Linked DNA regions of Sus scrofa: region 2 is linked to region 1. The links are chromatin contacts, called in public Hi-C maps. All regions are on one chromosome and are shown on one strand. The core of a region is the stretch at or near the end of the contact, and the rest is flanking DNA. Distances in the headings are between cores, read along the strand shown.

Evidence for each region. Hi-C and Micro-C count contacts between places; a contact is called where the count stands out from the background.
Region 2: a Hi-C map of embryonic fibroblasts shows a contact between it and region 1, with 1.8 times the contacts expected there. The contact joins two enhancer-like sites. A contact is called at or near these places in 2 of 47 Hi-C or Micro-C datasets (embryonic fibroblasts and subcutaneous adipose tissue).

The regions. Positions count from the first base shown.
Region 1 is chr8:121,296,890-121,300,470 of Sscrofa11.1, reverse strand. The region is part of intron 9 of METAP1 (methionine aminopeptidase 1); the gene reads left to right. Among named protein-coding and RNA genes, the nearest start is that of ADH5, 32 kb to the right of the region's middle. Within about 2 kb of position 1,845, at least 32 of the 83 cell types and tissues checked have an H3K27ac peak or open chromatin away from gene starts, as enhancers often do. A contact at or near this core is called in embryonic fibroblasts, where this site is marked.
Region 2 is chr8:122,071,822-122,075,402 of Sscrofa11.1, reverse strand. No RefSeq gene overlaps it. Among named protein-coding and RNA genes, the nearest start is that of STPG2, 41 kb to the left of the region's middle. Within about 2 kb of position 1,537, at least 9 of the 83 cell types and tissues checked have an H3K27ac peak or open chromatin away from gene starts, as enhancers often do. A contact at or near this core is called in embryonic fibroblasts, where this site is marked.

The DNA of each region.
Region 1 (3,581 bases), core at 596-3,095:
TTTTTAGTTGTTATAAATAGACCTCCAAAATGTATACACAATACACATTCATATCTTGCTCACGTAATAGTCTAAAGCGTGTGTGTTTGATCACTTTAGAGGGTGGGACAGTTAATCTTTGACCCGGGCCCTTGTCCCTTTCAACTTAGAGTTTTCAGGGTTCCCCTCCTGATCTTACAGATGGTGGGGAGGAGGGAGAAACGTGGAGGGGTATGCTTGGGAGGTTTTAATGAGCCAGTCTGGACTTGGCATACATCCTTACATTTGCTTTTCATTGGCGGGAGTTCAGTCACATGCAGGGGAGGTGGGGAAATGTGATCCAGCTGAGTACTCTGGAAGAAAAGGAAACTAGTGATTTTGGTGAGCAGCCAGCAGTCCCTGCCATGTGTATTCTGATTCCTTAAATGAAATTGATTCAGCTTGGTTTGATTTGAGTTCTTAGCATATGTCATATACTGTATGATGTGTTGGTATAAATAGAGAGGAATAGATAGAATATCTTTCCTCAAGTTGACTGCTGTCAACAGATTAACAAAGGAAGTCTTGTTCAATCATTACAACTCTATGAACAATTTCTTAGCCCTAATTTAAAAGCAGATTCTGTGCTTAGGGAAGTGATTTATTTATCCACAGTCACACAATCCACTACATAAATGCCCGGGCTAGGGCTGGTACATGGGTTCTGTCTGGCTTCCTAGAGTCAGTGTTTTCTACCAAACTCTGTGCTACCTTAAAAGGATGGAAGCAGTTTGGTGCTGGGCCTTGTGGGAGCAAAGAAGAATGAGATTTTGGTTTGCTGGGGAAGACCAGGAAGAGCACTCCGCGTCGTGGGGGAAGGATGTGTAGCTGCTTCAAGGTGGAGCTGAACAGAGTCAAGACGAGCTAGGGCTGAGAGCTGTGTGTTAAGAGCTAGAAGTAGGCCGTGCCAGATCTGAGGATGTTTGACCTCATTTGTAGGGATTTGCAGAACATTTTTTGGCAGAAGAATGGCAAGGTGAAGTTGCTGTTTGGGGAGATCAGTTTAGCAGTAGAGTCTAGAATGTTTCGCAGGTGTGAGCTAGCCAGGCTTGTCGGTCCAGTGCACAGTTATTACCGTAATCCAGGTGTGAGGTGGTGCAATCCAAGATGTTGGTAGTTGTGAAGAGGAAGGGAAATGAGTGAGAGACCTCTCAACAGGAGAAGCTAGAGAAGAGGCTTCAAGCACAGCATTTGACTTACAACAAGCATTTATTAGCAGACCACATAGTCCTTTTTATTTCAGTTAAAATTGTGCTTGAAATAAAAGTTAGCAACAGAATAGGTAAGCCCTGTGATCACCTGATGTACATTCCATTTAACAGAATGGAAGCAGCTCTTCTGCTGACTGCATGTGTGTGTGTGTGTGTGTGTGTGTCTGTCTGTCTGTCAAAAGACTGTCTGCAGGAAAGAGGGTTAAAAAAGCCCCCTTACCTGTAGAGGTGACAGACTCAGCTTTAGGTATGGGTTATAGAAAGAGACTTTTTGAAGGAGATAAAATTTGTGGGAGAAGGAAATATGGGTCAGTGAGGATGGTGTCAGAAGAATATGGTGCCTCTGATACACAAGAGATGCCACTTGAGTTTCATGTTAAACCATTTCGTTAGAAATAAAAAACACTTCTGAAAAAAGAAGCAAGGTGTAAGTATACTTCATTTCATCCATTTGATAATTTATGGAAAGTCAAGTGTTAACTGGGTTTAGATAAATCAAAATCCTTTGTGATCCCTTTAGGGGCGAGTTAGAGGAGGCTGCTGAGTCTTGGTACTGAGAGGCCTTTTGAAATGTAAATGATCCCTGCTTTAGCTGGTAACTCCTTGCTCCTAACCAACTGGGGGTGGAACGAGGAAGTCGTTGTGTAACTTCCCTCCGCCCTGTTCTGTGTGAGGAAGGTCTTTCCGTGTTAGGTGGAAGTTTATGTGCCTCTTTATTTGTGCCTCTTTATTTGTCGTTATGGTTGGGAAGTAAAGATGATACTGCCCTGCCTTTAGAATGGATAGCGCAGCAGTTCTGTGAGGCAGACAGTGCAGGAGCTACACATTTTGGGAAGAGTACTTCGCAATGGTATCTGTCTAGAGTAGTCACTCAGTGTGTGTTTGCTGAGTGAGGTATGTTGAGAAACTGAAACCATGAGTCAAGATGAGTGGGCGTTCTAGAACAGTGAATCAGGGAGAGAAACAGGAGTGGGATTTGAATCCTCTGTATCAGTGCTGTCCAGTGGCGAGGCACACATGTAATACTTAAATTTCTAGTGGTCCTGTTCAACAAGTAAAAAGAAATAGGTGAACTTAGTGTCATATTTTATTGAATCTATTACATTTAAATATTAAGCATTTCAACATTTTATCAGTGTAAAAAAAATCATTGAGATATATTACATGCTTTTTTTGTTTTTGGAGTCAGCATATTTTTTACTCATACGTTCTGACTTGCCACTTTTCAAGTGCTCAGCAGCTACACCCCCGGTTCGCTGCTGTATTGAACAGCACAGCTCTTGATTCCTTAATCCTTTTTTCTTTCTGTGACACCACACTGACTCTCTTGACATTTTCTTTTTGATGTCCCCAAGGGAATACGACTAAGTCTATGTAGGTAGTAAATTACATGTCCTTTGGAGAGGAAGTTCATGAAATTAGAAATAAGAAGTCAAAATTATCTTTACCTCTCAGATTTTTGTAACAGTTTAGAAACTCCTGATTTGGCATCTGTAGAACAAGTGTCTTTTGGTAACACATCAGATCGTGGAAAGCCGCATGAGAGCTATTCACAAGGACAGATGTGCAGGAACATAACTCGAGGGTTTAGACCATACCTGGATGGAGTGGCGTTTAGTGGAGTCACCTCAGTGGATGCATAGGTGATTCATTACCATCCGGAAGTCACCATCCAGGAGACCAGCAACCTTACCAGGAAACCCTGGAAGCCTGTGCTTTGGCCACCTGGTGGTCAGGCAGAGCAAGTGCAGCCACTGTTTACTGATGCTTACCCGTTCTTAGCTTTTAGTTTGAAATTTAAACAGGTTCTCTATTTTTGTATGAAATTGTCTAAAAGGCCTATCCGTGTTTAAAATTTTTGACCTTTTCGGGGAGATGGCAGTTCTGGACACATTAATTCATGGTGGTATTTCTCATGATGATCCTGAAAAATACTTTCATACTGGTGAACAGAAAACTAAAAAAAGTATTTGGAAGGAGAAATGGAGTTTTTGTTTCCAAATAAAAAGGAAAAATGGTGTCATCATTAAAAAAAAAAAAAAAAGGTGAGTGAGGAGCGGCTTTGTTCTCCAAAGATAAGACAGTTTACAAAACCTTATGAAAACAGGGCAGTTTTTCTGTGGGTTGTGCGTCTACCTCCACCTCCACCCCCACATCCCCACACCCCCAGCCAAGAGGTAGGGGACCTCTGGCATAGTCTGAAATATGTTGTTCTCCTTTAAACTGTCATACCTGGCCGAGGAGTGAAACTTTGGTTCCATGATTGCATTTCTAACCTTGCTATAACATAAATGGTAGCACTTTTACTTTTATAGAAGTGATAATCACATCTGAAGTCATCTCCATATTTTC
Region 2 (3,581 bases), core at 288-2,787, 780 kb before region 1:
CAAGATGGTAGTATTTAACACAGCCATGCCTAGCAGCAGTTCAGTACCCTAGACTTGCCTAACTATGTAGTGGATCTGTGTTATGTCACCAAACCCTGAATCTTCCCCAGTGTCTGCTTCTAATCTCTTGCTGAACAACAGGATGGTGCTAGAGGAAAAATGAGGCCAATCCAATTATTTGTGCTGACTTTCCAGTTGAAATCCGATCCTTGTTCAGCTCAGCTTTTCTAACATAGTCCTACTCGTGGTAATTATGGGTCTTTCTTTCAAATACCCATCCCTTTTCTTCCTAGGGACAAAAAGAGTACCGAAATTGTCTTGTGTCATATCTCATGTCATGTAATAGGCCAAAATCCCCTTTATGCTGTTAACCTGAATAACAAAAGCAGAAAGAAGAGTAGGGCCAGGTCTGGAACTCAGTCAAACAGCAAAAGCATCAAGACTGAAGGGAGAACTGTTGTGAAAACTCCATGAAAGAGACCGATCAGGATTATAGCTGTTACCACATTGGCAACAGTGTGAAGAGGTGGGGCAAGAAATTAGGGAGCTTACACTGTGCTCAGAGCTATGAGGACTGCATTATGTTCTAACCGTATTATGTTCTAACCTGGTCTCTTTTGAAGGCTACTAGTCCTGCCCTCATCCTGCCCTCAAGAATGTGCCACAGGTGTCCTTAAAGTCACAGAGCTCTGAACCCACCACATAACAGATTAATCCAACTAATTACCTCCATGTAGTTTCTTTTTCTTTATAATGATTTTTATTTTTTCCGTTATGACTGATTTGCAGTGTTCTGTCAATTTTCTACTGCACAGCGAGGTGACCCAGTCACACATACGTGTGTACATTCTTTTTTTCACATTATCATGCTCCATCACTTTTTCCCTGGCATTTCACTTTGTATCAGTCCTTCCTTTCTAACTACTCACAGAATAACCCCACTCAGATGGTTATGATCTGCACAGGAACTTTAGAATAACATCTGGAGCAAGATGGAAGTCACCTGCCCTACCATTCAAAGGATTGAATTCCATCTTGTAGGTCATAAGCTGTGAAAAGCTTCTTGAACAGGCGACAAGGAGGAAGAAAGTGGCAGGGAAGAAAGTGGCTAAAACTAGGACTAATCTTGACACCATGATTTAGAAGAATAGGAGCAGGAAAAAAAAAAAATTGCCATTTCAAAGCTGCCAGTAGTTTTCTTTGTTTCCAAAAACATTGAACCACATTTGGGACAGTCAGCCCCTTTGTTCTGATTAAACCTCTTGAATTTTTTGTTATGTAAATATACAGCAAAGACTACAGTTTTTAAAAGAAGTGTTTGTTTAATTACATAAAAAAAATTGTTCACTTGGTAGACAAGAGTTGAATTGCAACAGATTTAGTTCCCTTGAGGGAATGTCTACCCTGGAATTGACTCCTTTATACCTGAAAAGAGTTGCTTTTCTTGGGAGATGTAAGTTGAGGACATTGCTGGTAGAAGATAAGGACTTGGAGGCCAGGGGTTGAAAGAACTGTTTGTATAAGACGTATTCTGAGCCCCGGGCATGGTGAGTGCTGTTTTTCGGCCACAGATGGTGAAGTGTGATACAGAGACGAGGAGGCAGGCTCCTCTGCCCAGAAATTTTCGTTGACTAACACCCTGAGGAATGTCAGCTTTTAGAATCTCAGACCTGGAGCACTCAATGCTTCCTGGTCTCTGTCTGTCTGTCTCTCATCTCTCACTGCATCTGTAACTCTGCTATCTTTCTGTGGTTTCATTATCTCCTACTCCTACTGCAAACACACACTCTCTACAAGTCTGCAAGTCGAGAAATAACACCACTAGCGTGTATTTTCACAAACTTCCAACTCTAGTGTCCAAAAGCAAGGCCTTCCTTGCTGTCTCCATCTAGAACAATCCTGGTGAAATACTGTGGCTTGGATCATTTGACTTACTTCACCACAGGAATAAGTATTCTGCTTGGTCTGGTCTGAGCCAAATGCTTGGGAATGTAAGTTTTGCCACTAGAAGGTATGATGGGTTGGCCAGTAATCTAACTGATGTACTTGGCAGCTAAAAACAATAGCTAGCACTTGCATTATGTGAAAAGCTGAGTAAGATTTATTTCCTTCAGAGCCCCATCTGTGCTGCCTTGTCTTCTCAGGCAGGCCTGTAAAAGAAGAGAGAACAGACATGTTGTGCAAATGCTTTACGAAGGGCATCCAGATATTTGGGAAAGAAGGAATGAATGAAAATCCCGAATCCATTATTTCCTGGGCCTCTCGCATCATTCACTTAACTCACTCTGCTCCTTTTCTTCCTGCAAGGAGGTTGTCTGTGGCAGGGGATACAGGTAAGAGGACTGGTCCTATCTGCCCTGAGTCTTGTCTGGATTATGGGGGAAGAAATTTGAGGAACACAGCTCATCTTCAACAACATGAACTGTTCAATCCCCATAAATCCGTGAAGTAGGAATTCAAGACCTTGGATTTTTAAATGTGTAAATCAGTCAGCATGAGTGTGATCAAGTTTAAACTGCCTACAGAATCAGAATAGACTTTTAATATTTACCTTTTTATTGAAAAAATCAAGAAAATTAATTTTTACAAAAAAAGGAAAAATAATTTGACTCTGTAACAGTAATATAGTTGTAACCATTACAAGAATTTTTTATCACAGATTCCTAATTATCATTCAGTACAATGACAGTTATGCATTATTAAGTGTCAAAATTACTTTGCAGATTCTTTTTTTTTTTGTCTTTTTGTCTTTTCTAGGGCCTCACCTGTGGCATGTGGAGGTTCCCAGGCTACAGGTCCAGGGGGAGCTGTAGCCTCTGGCCTTCGCCACAGTCACAGCAATGCCAGATCCAAGCCGAGTCTGTGACCTACACCACAGCTCAGGGCAACACCGGATCCTTAACCCACTGAGCGAGGCCAGGGATTGAGCCCACAACCTCGTGGTTCCTAGTCGGATTCATTAACCACTGAGCCACGATGGGAACTCCTAGATTCTTTTTTTCCTACAGTTTTAGTGAGATATAACTGTTATATAACATCGCATTGGTTTAAACTGTACAACATAAAGATTTTATATGCATATATGGGGAAATGATTACCATAATGGTTTAATGAACATCCATCACCTCACATAGATACATTTTTTTCCTTGTGAATAGAACTTTTAAGATTCACTCTCTTAGCAACTTTCAAATATACAACACAGTATTGTTACCTGTAGCACCATGCTGTATGTTACTTCCCTTGATTTTATTTATCCTACAACTGGAAGTCTGTATGTTTTAGCTACCTTCACCCATTTTCCCCTCTCCTCATGGGGGCTATTGGCCTGTTATATTTATTTCTTACAGAGTTCTCCTGTGTTCTGTTATCAGGGTAATGTTGACCTGGTAAGATGAGTTTGGAAGTGTTCCCTCCTCTTCCATTTGTTGGAAGAATTTGACAAGGATTGGTACAAATTCTTCTGTAAATGTTTGGTAGAATTCACCAGTGAAGCCGTCTGGTCCTGGACTTTTCTTTGCTTGGAAAATTTTGATTACTAATTCAGTCTCCTTACCAGTAATCAGTCCATTCCAGTTTTC